2 separate regions of the Mus musculus genome follow, and region 1 is linked to region 2. Evidence: chromatin contacts called from public HiChIP or PLAC-seq data. All regions are on one chromosome and are shown on one strand. Each heading gives the region's core, a stretch centred on a gene start, on an enhancer-like site or on the middle of the called end of the contact. The rest is flanking DNA. Distances are from core to core; before and after follow the strand shown. Region 1 has its middle 12 kb from the start of Gm31781. Region 2 has its middle 46 kb from the start of Gm31399.

Region 1 (6,225 bases), core at 965-3,464, 260 kb after region 2:
GGAGCTTGGAAGTCAGCAAGCCAGCAAGCAGCTTTCCTCTGTGAGTCCTGCCTTCAGGATCCTGTCCTGAGTTCCCACCTTGGCTTCCCTCAGTGATGGATTGTGACCTGGAATTGGGAGCCAAATAAACCCTTTACTCCTAACGTGGCTTTTGGTCGTGTTCTGTTACAGCGATGAGTTAAAGTTAGAACATAGGTGAAGTCATGCATTTGTTCTTGCTTTCATTAGACAAGGTCCAAATGTGTGTGGGTGGATGCTGGGTCACCCTGGGGAGGTTAGAATGATGCCAGTCCCATCTCCCCTTCACCACAGGCTCCCTGTGGTAGGTCCGTTCAAGGTGAATAACTCGTCAGCATTAACCTAGCAAAGATGTGGGCTGGGGCTGGGGCAAAGGTGACGCTGGTGGCTTAATTAACGTGACCTCACTATTAGGTTTCAAGGAACAGTCAGGCTGAAGCATCCAAGGGTCCTGGGACTGGGGTGTCGAGAGTTGCCCAGAGCAGAAAGCAGTTCCATACCCATCCTTGGAGAGGACTTAGACTCTCTCCCAGGGAAATCACTTGAGAGTCTCCAGAGGGAAGAGCTATCCTCGTCACCGGCAGCAAGCACTCCAATGTCCTTGTGTTGACCTTCAGCACAGCTGCCCTTGCTCCCCATCAGGTCCCATCTCCCCCCTAGACATTTGCCCAGACTAGGCCTCTCTCCCTGCCTGAGAACTTCCCATTGGAACTACCGGCCCTCAGAAACCTCGTTAGGACACTAGTTAGAGTGATCAGCTAATTCACAGCGAAGTGTTAGCAAAGGAAAATGGTTTACCCATCCTCAGGGTATTTTATTTTAATGGAGTCTTTGGTTGACAAATATTTACTGAACAGTCTATTACATGCAAGAAACTATGTAAAATTCCTAGGGGGAGCCAGGGCCTGACCTAAATAAATCACAGTCTCTAATGACGGAACTTGAGACTCTGTGGGGAAGCAACCAGGGGAGGCAGCAGATAACCTCTCTTATCTCTGTGTAAAGCCTGAAGCTTGTGATCTCCGGCCACCGTACTGCAATAGGGGCCCGTAGCCGTCACCACCCTGAGTGGAGACATTTCTAGGACTGCCCTTGGGGGCTCAAGAGCCAATCCCTGCCTTACATTTGAAGATTCCTAACTCTTGCACTGAAGAGCCGGGAGGAAAGTAAGTGTTGGGGTGTGGGGTGGGGATTGGGCTCTGTTCCTCATCCTCTGATGAGTATACTGGGGGCCTCCATCATTCTTCTTACTCCAATGTCCCTCTTCTGCCTCCATCTCTACAACCTCCATTTGGTACATTTTCTGGGAGCCTCTGGAACACACAAAGCTCTACCAGGAGTGAAGCTTGGGGCACACGGAAGTGTTCCAGGGTGTCGATGTGGCCCATGCTGTGATGCTATGTGAGGTGGGTTCTCCCCAGCTTTTGGCTGTCTTTCTCCTCTCCCCTCCCTCCACATCTGACATTGTCTTTCCTTTCTCTCAGCCAGGAAGCAAAAAGGCTCCTAAAGCCTGATTGCCCAGCTCCACCCTCTCCTTGCTGACAATGTCACGTACACACACACACACACACACACACACACACACACAGTTGTCTGCAGTTGGACTGGATGGAGGTAATGTGGTTCTGAACTCCAGGGATCCTCAGACGACTCACTACATAAAATATACGGAAACTCTTAAATAGACAGTGGCATCCACACTCACCCCGCAGGCACTTACCACCAGTTAGAACTTCCCTTGCAAGAGGCCATCCCCAGCTCCGTCTGTTAAGAAACACTGACATCTAGTGGCTGAATGTGGGACCTGCAGCAACGACTTGCCTTCCAAGAATAGGGTCCGTGGCTGCAAGAGCTGACCCCTCCCATGCCTCAGGACTTTCTAAACAGCAAAGAAACCCCAGCCCCAGCCCCCACCTCATGCTTCTCTTTGATGTTTTCATCCCTCCCCCTTCTGAAAAGCCCCCAGGCTCCCCAAGTACTATGAGAGTCACGAACCCCTGTTAAAATGGTCACGTATGCCTGGTTCTTGCTAAATGTATCCCAGAAGCTTACCGTTGAAAAGAGAGATGTCATAAATGAAACAGGCCGTGGATAATCCACAAAGTGAGTCATTAGGTGCTGAGTTTAAGCCCATGTGCCAGAAGCCACGCAGCGCTTCCAGCTCAGCACCACCGAGGGGGCGGGGGGGGGGGGGGAAGCAGACAGTAAAGTGAGCAAGGCTGTTTTCCCCACCAGCTGCCAATCATCCATCTGACAGCCTTGCAGGCATGTGGACCACAGCTGCTTACTCAGCGCTCCAGGTGCCAGGCAAAGCACTGGGCAATCAACAGTGTACAGTGCGTGTGCGTGTGTGTGTGTGTGCGTGTGCGTGTGTGTGTGCGTGTGCGTGTGCGTGTGCGTGTGCGTGTGTGTGTGCGTGCGCGCGCGCACGCGCGTGTACGTGTGTGTGCGTGCTCGTGTGTATGTGTGTACGTGTGTGCCTGTGTATCTGTGTGCTGGGGAAGGCTGCACAAAAGGAAGGATGTGCACAGCGTGAGTCACTGGCAGACATAAGCAAGTGAACCATAAAATAATCTAAATTCATTTATTCAACAAATGCTTCCAAGCACCTGCTGTGTAAGCGTGAGGAGCTGCCTCCCTCGCTGCATTGGGCTTCCTTCCACCCTCCCGCCCAGCATCTCCGGAGCAAAGTCCACCTCTTGAGCCTCCTTGCCTCCAACTGACCTACATTACCTCAATATTGTCTTTTCTCTACACAGCCCTACAACCCTGGGACCCAGCACACAGGAGGGGCCTGGTGTGTGCTTATTGGAGACATTAATCTAGTACAGTACCTACCCAGAGTGGAAACTCTTCGAAGAATGTTCCCCATGGCTGGACACCCCAGCCCTCCTCATACACGCCCACTGATGGGCGCTCATCATTCCCTAGATGGTTAGCCAGACCTGGCCTCTGAGGCAAGAAACACAAGCACACGTTGGATTTCCCTTCATGGCTCTTCAGGTTCCCCGCCCCCTCCCATCCTTCTGCTCCTATCTGCCCACTGCAATGACCACAGATGACCTCTTCCTACACCCCAACTACCAGCTTGCTTTCTTGTTAATTTTGGTTTTGGTTTCGTTCGGTTTCAAGTCAAGGTCTCTCACCATATAGCCTTGGCTGTCCTGGAACTCACTATGTAAACTAGGCTGGCCTTGAACTCACAGAGATCTCCCTGCCTCTGTGCTGGAATTAAAGGCATGCACCACTACATCCAGCCCCAGTTTCTTTCTTGAGGCAGTAGGGGAGGTGGCCACAGACCCTACAGCGAGACCCTACAGCAAGATCCCTCAAGGCTCTCTGCTCACTGGAGTGATGTCGCCCCACCTCCCAGTCCCCTTTTGCTTCAACTCTCCTGGGAAATATCCAAAGCCCTAGGGTGAGTCTGCCTGGCCAGCTCAGACCCCATTCCCCTCAGAGCCACTCCTACAGCCTGGGACGACACATGTGATTGTTCAGAGAGGTTACACGTCTTACCCTGTGGCCAGGGGGACAGGAGAAAACCCACTACAATTACCAGCCCACCTGCCTCATGTGGACTGGGGGAGGGATAGTTTCCCAACGGAGAGAGGGTATGTGACCAGGAAGAGAGGAAAGATGTAGAAGGGAGCAGGTGACTGTGTCCCCCAAAATGCATGTTCACTCAGATCCTCAGATGAACTCCCATTTGAGAGGAGAGTTTGTGGGTGTTCTGTGGATATGGGGCAAGAGGAGCTCGTCTCGAGTCAGTGTGGCACTAGATCCAGCCACAGTCCTTATATCAGGGCAGCGGGAGGGAAGGTGGCCATGTTTTCCTGGAGGCAGAGAACTGAGCAACAAGCCAGGGCCACCAAAAGCTCAGAGAATCAAGGAAGGGTCCCCACCCCACCCACACCCCCCTCACTATCCCCCCACCCCCACCCCCCAGCCCCATCAGGAAGCTCAGACCTGCTGACAGCTGAATCTCAGACCTCAGGCCTCTAGGAGAGAGACAAAATCCACTTCTGATATTGCAGGCCAACTTAGCGGTGGTTATTTTCTGGCGGCGCTGGGAGGGGCACAAGCTGGTGGGGACTCCAGGTGGCTTCCCAGAGTGGCATTTGCAGCAAGCAAGCTTGCAGCCTTCAGCTCAGCCACTGGGGTTGCCTAGCGGGGAGATTTTTTAAACTCCTAGCCCATTCGGATAATGTCTAAATAAGCAGAGAAATCTTGCGAGCATGGTACCTCAGGCCTATAATTTCAGCATGGGTGAGGCGAAGGCAGGAAGACTAGAGGTAGTTCAAGGCCATCCTAGGCTACAGGGTGGATTGATTCCAGGGCAGCCTTGACAACAAGGACGCTCTCTGTCTCACAAATAAATAATAAATCCCTCAGTGGAATTGACCTATGACCATCTCGCTCCCCTTCACATTTGATAAATTAGGAAAACCTGGAGTGTGTTGTAGTCACTCGGGGGACCTAGAAACTGTCAAGGAGCCAGACCTCCTGGGCCATGGGGAAAGCACACAAGAGCAGGCTGGGTTTGGTTTTTTTTTTTTTTTTTTTTTTTGGTTTTTGGGTTTTTGTTGTTGTTGTTGTTGTTGTTTTTGTTTTTTGGGTTTTTTGGTTTTTGCCTAAGACTATGACAGGGTCAGGAAGACAGGGTCCCCTGGCTGGGTCTTCACTCTCCTTGTCTAATTTAATTGTCTGAAGTTTGAAAAAGCGCAGACACCAGCCAGTCTTTTCTCCTGCCTCCTGAACCCTTCACTCTCTGAGACATCGTCTCTTCTCTATTATGGTTTTCAGGACAGGGCCACACTGGCAATCGATCTGCCACCTCCCGCTGACTTGACTGTGTAGAAGAGGGAGCAGAAGACAAAGTTATGTGTATCGGGCCCGGAGTGCCTGCTGTAGACAGAGAACCGGGAGCCCAGCTGCTTGCTCCACTGGCCCCGCCGCGGCCCACCCTGGATCCCCTTTAATAGCAAATGTCCCGCAGCCCCTCTAGCGGCCGGCCGCAGGTCAGGGGTTCATGCGACTTTGATGTTCTGACTCTTGCCTACCACCTGGGGAAGCCCCACCCCCCACCTCCGTTCACAGAGCTGACAGAGTCCAGCTTGCTTTTCCTGGAAACTCTTTGAAGCCCCCTTCAAAGCCAGTAGCGTGGTGAGCGCTACCTTGTGGCAGCGCGGCCGGGACGCCCTGAGGCTTGTCTCCAATTACCCAGTTCCGCAGAGGGGCAGCCCTGTCCCTCATCCTCTATAGCCTGGGTGGTTGCGCAGCAGGGCTGGGGTCCAGACTTGAGCAGAGCTGCAAAGCCACTATTGTACACGGCACAGTGTGGGCTCAGTGTGGGCCCTTCTTCGGCAGCTGGCAGCTGAGCGCCCCTAGACAACCCCAGAGCTGTTACCCAGCTTCAAGCCAGACAGAGGTGGAATGGCAAGGAACTTTCTCCAAATAACTGGAGCTTCAGTAGGAAAGGGTGTGGTGCTGGAGCTGTTATCCAGAACATTCTCCAGGCTTGAGGCTAAGAGTGCCTGGGCTCTCTGCACCTCCCTGGTATTTATTTAGCAACAGGTAACTGAGCCACCTGCTGCCCTAGGCCAGGGAGAAAAGAGGGAAGGCAGGTTTTGGTTTGGTTGACTTGGGGGTTGACTATATATATATATATATATATATATATATATATATATACATATACATATACATATACACACACACACACACACACACACACACACACACACATACATGAGTGTTTTGCCTTCATCTGTACATCATGTGCAGGCCTGTGTCCTTGAAGGCCAAAAAAGGACCTTTGATCCTCTGGAACTACTGGAGTTACAGACAATTCTCTTAACCACTAAGCCATTTCTGCAGGTCCTAGGCACGGTTTACACACACACACACACACACACACACACACACACACACACACACTACACACATACACACACCACGCACGAGCACACACACACACACCTAGCAGTCTTTCTGCACTTGGGTTTCAGGCTTGAGCCTCTCCCTGAGTTGTCTTGATTCAGAGTCCGTTTCCACCTCCTGGCCCACCCTCTTTCCCTGCCTCAATCTGCCAGATTCTTAAGAACAAACAAATCTCCTTCCCCATTAGCAAGACCATCAAGACAGCTGGGGGCAGCGGAGCCCCAAGCTCCTCCTGCTGCCTGCACACCCTGCTGCCTGCATACCCTG
Region 2 (6,622 bases), core at 1,252-3,751:
CACAGCACTTCAAATAACTCTCCTGCTTATATCCAAGGAGAGCGCAACCATGGTAGATAGCTTGGGGCTGGGAAGTGAATCTCCCTTTCTTCCTGTCATCAGTCTCTGTATCAACCCCTGGCATTGAATAAGGCTTGCATGGATGCTTGGGAGGAAGGGTGCTGGTAAGAGAGTAACTTGGGTTTGAGGTTAAAATACCCAACTTATTTATTAATCAGCATAGGGCCCATTTTATGATCTGAGTTGGTGTTACTGGACCCATCAGCTGTGAATTGTCCTAGTGCAATTTTTATCTCTTCCTTTGAAGGGTTAGGCCAACCACTTTGAGGGCACAGGAGAAATCCCAGCCTTGCTCATCATGAGTTATAAATAATTCTGGCTGACCTGGAACCCCCAAGAACCACCCACTGTTCCTGGCCTTACCCTAGAACCTTAAAGGAACCCTCATTTGATGAGATCAGGGTGAATTTGGTCATTCTAGACTCTGGATACAATCAGGACTTCAGGGAATTCTTTTAAGTCATATTTTCAGGAAGACTGTAGAATTAAGAATGCTGACACCACGAAGAACCTGTAGTTACAGTAACCCTGCATCTCAACGTGCCAGGGACAATGCTGATGCCCCTATGGTCCTAAAAGACCTAATAGTTCTCCTCCTCATCCCCTAAGAGACCCCTGTTAAAACAATAAGTGTGTGACTACCCCAATAGTAACAGAACTGAAAAGGGATTTCTTTTCTCCCTCAGCTAGCCAGTATACCATTAGTGCAGGTAAGGGCTTCAAACCAGTTTTCAGGCTTCCTTGTGCTAGCTTCAAAGTCCAAGAATGAGCAGGCTGGGGTGGGACCCGGTGGTTTGCCTGGCACACTTGAGGACACCCAGGCTCCATCTTTAGCCCTGCAGAAGCAAATGAAATCAACACAGCCCAGGATTTCACACATTCCTCCTGCTCTAAGGCACTGGGGAGCCTGTGGGTGGCTTTCTTGCAGCTGTCCCGAGCCTCTGCTGGGACCTGGTCTCACCACACCTTCACCCAGATCTCTGTTGGTTCAGGAAAAAACACTTTTACAACCTTTCCTTGAGGTTATTTGTGGGAATGCCTATTTTAGTATACAATGCATAAATGATGCTCTCTCTCTCTCTCTCTCTCTCTCTCTCTCTCTCTCTCTCTGTGTGTGTGTGTGTGTGTGTGTGTGTGTGTGTGTGTGTAGGCCAGAGGTCAACTTCTATCGTTATTTCTCCATTTCTCTGGTACCATCTATCTTATTGTTCTCTGAATCAGGGTCTCTCTTTGGCCTGGGGTTTGCCAATTTTAAAACTAGGTTAGCGGGCCAGTGAACCCCAGGCAGATACTGGTTTCCACCTTCCCCGGCACTGGGATTACAAGTGAACCACCAATGCTCCGTTTTCGTAGACAGGGTCTGGGGATTGAGCTTGGAACTTCAGGCCTGCACAGCAAGCATTATCTTACCAGCCTCCAAATATTTTCTGCTCAAGGTTAGTTGAATCCATGGTGGCAGCAACTTCGGACACAGAGGCCTGAGTGCTTTTGTACATATGCATTCACACATTATTAGGTGTGGACTTGCTTGTACAATCTCCCATGTGTGCACTTGCACACACACACACACACACACACACACACACACAAACACACAGGTCCTAACTAAGCACGTACAGCTGGCTCTCTTTGTGATTGTTTGTTTTACTGAACTATTTGATATTCAATCTCTTGTGTCTTGCTTCCCTTTCTCGACAATACCTTGGGGATCTCTCTGGGTAGCTCTAATTAATTGTTTTCGATAGCATATCACGTCGCCTGGTGTGAATGTTCTGTAATTTATGCACCCAGACCTCTAGTGTGAATATCTGCTTTCTTTCCTCGGAAGAAAATTCACCAACGGACGAATGTGTTACCCCTTTGCCCCGGCGATTCTCACTAGGATATGATTCGGAAGCCTCTAAGCATTGAAGGACGTTAGAAGAAAGCAATCGGCTGCATTGTTTTTCGGAGATGGTCGCACTGACCGCTGAGCTGCCGGCACAGCTTGGTGTCCAAATTCCATCTATATTTGATCTCGAAAAGTGCCTCCAATTCTCATGTTTGCCTAGTGCCACGCCGGATCTGATGAGCCAGCAAGGGTGGGCTCCTACATGGCTGGCACCTCGGTGCTTCAGAAAGGCCCCTGGCTTTGGAACAACTCTGACTCTGCTCCTTATAACTGGGGAGATTCATAAAACTAACTACTGTCCCCTGTGTTTGGGACAGAATAGAAACTGGGGTGCTAACCTTACAGAATGGTCCAGGAGGTGATACATGTCCAACCTCTGGCCCCAGGGAGCTCCCGGACAGCATTGCTCTTCCTCACCGAAGAGTCATGAATCACGGTCGAGCGTGAAGAGAAACGTTTAAGTCAATCAATGGAGCTGCTCTCCAAACCCGAGACGCAAACAGAAACAGGCTGTGTTTGCAATAATTGGTTGTCCTGTCTTTGTTTACAGAGTATCGTGCATGCCAGGGATTCTGAAAACAGTTCATTGCTGACAAAGTCCAGAGTGCTGGCAAGCCACAGGAGAGAGGCCGGGCTGGAAGGGCCCCCGCCTATGCTTGGGGGTCGGGGGAGAACTGCAAACAGCGGGCAGCAGCATTTGACAAGGAGCCCAGATCGTCTTTGATGGTGCTGGCTATTTGTCAGAGGGACAGAAAACTCATGACCACAAGGCCTTTGAGGGGTGGTTAGGGTTCCTCCAGGTCACGAGGATGCAGTCCCCTGATGGGATTTGGTGGCCTGTTAAGAAACAGAGGAGACAGCTCAGTGGATGAACCTGAGTTCAGATCCAAGGACCCATGAAAGGCAGATGTAGCAGTGTTCAGGCTGTAGTCTCAGGGCTCCTACTGCAAATGGGAGATAGAGACAGGAATCCCCAGAAACCCACAGACCAGCACGCCTGGATACACAGTTCCAAACAAGAGACTCTGTGTTCAGTAAAGTGGATGGAAAGGGCTGTCACTAAAGGTTGTCCTCTGACTTCTGCGAAGATGCCAGGGTTACAAGCATGCCCACACTCACCCACATGAACATGCACATCTAACACACACACATACACAACCCCTCAGAATTTTTTTTTAAGTGAGATCAAAGAAGCCTTCTAGGGAAGGGCAGGGGAAGCGGTGCTCTTAAACCCTCCCACGAGCTAGCCGTGGGTTTCCTGAGGCAGTAGCAGGTCAGAGGACATTTTCCCATCCGTCATTAGAGACTGCTTCCTGATTCTATGCCACCATACTCCATCTTTTCAGATGTCTCTACCTGACTTCCTCAGGCAGTCTCCATACCACACATCTGTTGAGAAGTAATGGCTGGTGGTCTCTCAGCGCTCACTTGTTGAAAGTCCTGATGGAATTGTATGTGGAGATGACACTTGACTGAGCTTTCAGATAGAATTTCCCCGCACTGGTCCATGCTGGTAAAGTCTTGGTCTCCAGATTGGTGCTATTGGGAGGTGGGGGAACCATTAAGATGTGGGAGATGGAGGGACAGTCATTTGGTGTGCTTTTGCAGGGAATTGTGGGGGGAAAGAGACAGAGGGAGAGAGAGAGAGAGCATTTTTTTAAAAGTCAGCATCAGTACCCCAAGTCCCTGAGAATTGAAGTCTCTAGATCTTGTGTTTCTTCCCCACAAAACACTGTCCCCTGAGCCACAGCCCCAAACACCTTGTGACGTTTAGTTTTAATTATCAACATGCCGCCGCAGTTTAGAATCACCTGGGAAGAGACTCTCTTTGAAGGACTGTCCACATCAGGTTGTCCTATGAGCATGTCTGTGAGGGATTGTCTTGATTGCCTTAACTGATGTGGGCAGACCCAGCCTGGAAGTGGGCAGTACCAGTCCCCGGATTTGGGCTCTGACCTGGCCAGCCGAGCACAAAGCACGCATGCGCATTCTTTCTTTCTGCTCGGTATAACTAAGCGCTTCAAGCTCCCACTGTTTTGATTTCCTCACAATGATGCGCTATAACCCAGAATTGTGCGCTGAAATAAATCCTTTCTCTCTAAGTCGCTTTGTATCAGGATAGTCTATCACAGCAACCGTGATGAAACTAGGCCATCCTTCGTCCGGTAATCCTGTCCCTCACGTCAGCGTTACCCGTGGAAAATGATGGAAGTAGCCTTTTTTTTTTTTTTTTTTTTTTTTTTTTTTTTTTTTTTGCTGGCTAACTTAGCAGGATCCTAAAACAACCCCTAGTGCTAAGCACGGTGTTCTACATACAGTGGGTACTTTATACACACTGGGGGAATTTGTTTGAAATAGCAGTTGGTGCCCACAGGCAGACGGGGAGACAGACTAGGAGGGACCAGCCAATGCCTAGATCGGGAAAGTTTAAGTCCACACGCAGCCTCCGGTGAAGTCTAAGTCCCACCAGGAAAGTGGGAGCCGTTACTGTTAATTTCTCAGACCCAAGGCGTCATTCACTCATTATAATCTTCAGAAAGGATTCATATTAATGGTCAGCCACACTGTTCTCTCCTCTCAAGGTAAGAAGATTTATCGCCCAAACTTACATTTTATCGTGAACAACCGAATAAAAATGATCGATTTCCTGGCCCGCCTTACAGCATCCTTCCACGGTTATTAAAGTCTCTAAAAATGTTTTCTTTAAAAAAAAAAAAAGGAGAAGAAGAAGATGAAAAGAAAGAGAGGTGGAGAGAGAGCCAGGAGGCGCTGGGAAGGCCGGTTACTGAAGCCATCCATCTTGTCAGCGCCGGACCACATAACCTTGATGTCACGATATCTTCTCCTCACACCTAGATTTACAATTTGCCAGCCAGCCAATATAATGGAAACGCTGAACTTCCCTGTTAGAGGTGAAAGACTGGTGGGATTTTTTATTTGCTTAATTATTTATTATGTATATGAATGCCTTGCTGGCGTGTATATGTGCGGATTGTGTGCATCCTTACATTCATGGAGGCCAAAAGAGGGCATTGAATTTCCTGGGACTGGAATTATCAACAGTTGTGAGTTTCACGTGGGAGTGGAACCCAGGTCCAGCTCTGCAAGAGCAGCAAGTGCTCTTATGGGATGAGCCATCTCTCTAGTTCCAAACTGGAAGATTCTTAAGGAGCCCTGCAGATGGAGCACCCCAGCTCTGAAACTCCTTCAAAGCCCTTGGCCTCCTCTGGGCTCTTGGCAATTGTCCCTAAGCTGGGAATTCTGGACTTTAAGAACAGAGAGGTGGATTTCAACTCCAGAATCTCAAACATAGTGGACCAAGAGCCCTTCAGTCTTTGTCTACAGGAGAACAAGCAGATGTTGCTTCTAGAGGGCCAGGAACTTGGCTGTTGGAAGCTTGGGTCATGCAACAGATGGGTTGAAATCCAGAGAGAAGGGGAACACTTAAGCTATGGGCTAGTAATATAGTCAACACTGCCAGCCCTCAGAGGTGCCAGTGTGAGTACAACTACATCTGTTCATTCTAGAAGGTTCCCAGGAGCCTTTGGTTCACCGTTTTGGTAATTTAATTCCGTTAAGTGTCAAGCAATACAATTTTATGTCAATCATCTTCCTGATATATGGCAAATTCCTTCAGGACAAAAATATCACCCCCTCCCGGCCCCCCCCCCCCGCCCTGCCCCAGTACTTCCACTTGGATACTTGTACTGAAGCCAATCTATTTGAATGTGGCAAAATCAGGTTTCAAAATCCCATAATTCAGAATCCATTACTAGGTCACCCTGGTCTCTTTCCAAATTAGCGCTCATTAATCAGGTCTTCCAAGGCTCGTTTCTGTCTTCTACTTGCAGCTTAGCTTGCGCTCAGGCAATTCCATCCAGACCTGTGGGTCCTTACAAGATGGGTGGGGCCTGGGGGCTCCGAGCCACCATTCAGAACTCAGGCCTCTCCTCAAAGCCGCCCTCCATCCTGCCAGGTTTAACACATTCTAAGAGCTGAGCCTGCTGTGTGGGTGGATTTTTCCTGGTGTGGTCTGGAAGACAGCCATGAATCTGTCTCGGGCCATTTGACTCCGGCTCCCAATGCCAACCTTAACAGACACTTCCATCAGGCCGGACTCACCAACGATCTATAAGCCATTAACCAGGCAGTATTAGACCTCCCTGCTGGAATACAGAGGAGAGGCAGGGAAGGAGAACAGAGAAGAGGTATAAGGAGCAGGGTGCGGGGTGGGGACAGCTGCTCTCTTGTCTGACCCTGTCACATAGATCTGATCTGAGCTACAGAGATCTGATTAACCACTTCCTCTCCTCTCCATAGGGGTAAGGTCAGAAAGTCAGCCCTATAGGCAGGGGACAGCTTGGGAACCCAGACTCAAATGCCTGCCTGCCATATGGCTGTGCTTCAAACACCATTAGTCCTTGATGAGGGGGGGGGGTCTTCACAAGAGTCTGGCTTCCTTCACTAGAGAAGGATTCACATTTGTAATTGGAGCTCTTGGAAGGCAGAGATAACTAATTCTCTAGGACTCACTGGCCAGCCTAGCCTACTTGGTAAGCCCTCAAGCTAATGATAGACCCTGTCCCAAAATGCTAGGTAGATGGTACTCAGGAAAAAGAGTTGTGCACGCTCTCTCTCTCTCTCTCTCTCTCTCTCTCTCTCTCTCTCTCT

What was found. HiChIP or PLAC-seq counts read pairs in DNA pulled down with a chosen protein or histone mark.
Region 1: a contact with region 2 is called in a CTCF HiChIP or PLAC-seq map of embryonic stem cells, with 3 times the contacts expected there. The contact joins two enhancer-like sites. A contact is called at or near these places in 1 of 15 datasets of contacts at CTCF or cohesin (embryonic stem cells), 5 of 484 Hi-C or Micro-C datasets (embryonic stem cells, nephron progenitors, pancreatic cancer cells and 1 more), 5 of 115 datasets of contacts at active chromatin or transcription factors (a beta-TC-6 cell line, double positive thymocytes, embryonic basal ganglia and 1 more) and 1 of 9 other capture datasets (embryonic stem cells).

What each region holds. Positions count from the first base shown.
Region 1 is chr11:114,634,722-114,640,946 of GRCm38.p6, forward strand. No RefSeq gene overlaps it. Among named protein-coding and RNA genes, the nearest start is that of Gm31781, 12 kb to the left of the region's middle. Within about 2 kb of position 2,215, at least 30 of the 459 cell types and tissues checked have an H3K27ac peak or open chromatin away from gene starts, as enhancers often do.
Region 2 is chr11:114,373,605-114,380,226 of GRCm38.p6, forward strand. No RefSeq gene overlaps it. Among named protein-coding and RNA genes, the nearest start is that of Gm31399, 46 kb to the right of the region's middle. Within about 2 kb of position 2,502, at least 7 of the 459 cell types and tissues checked have an H3K27ac peak or open chromatin away from gene starts, as enhancers often do.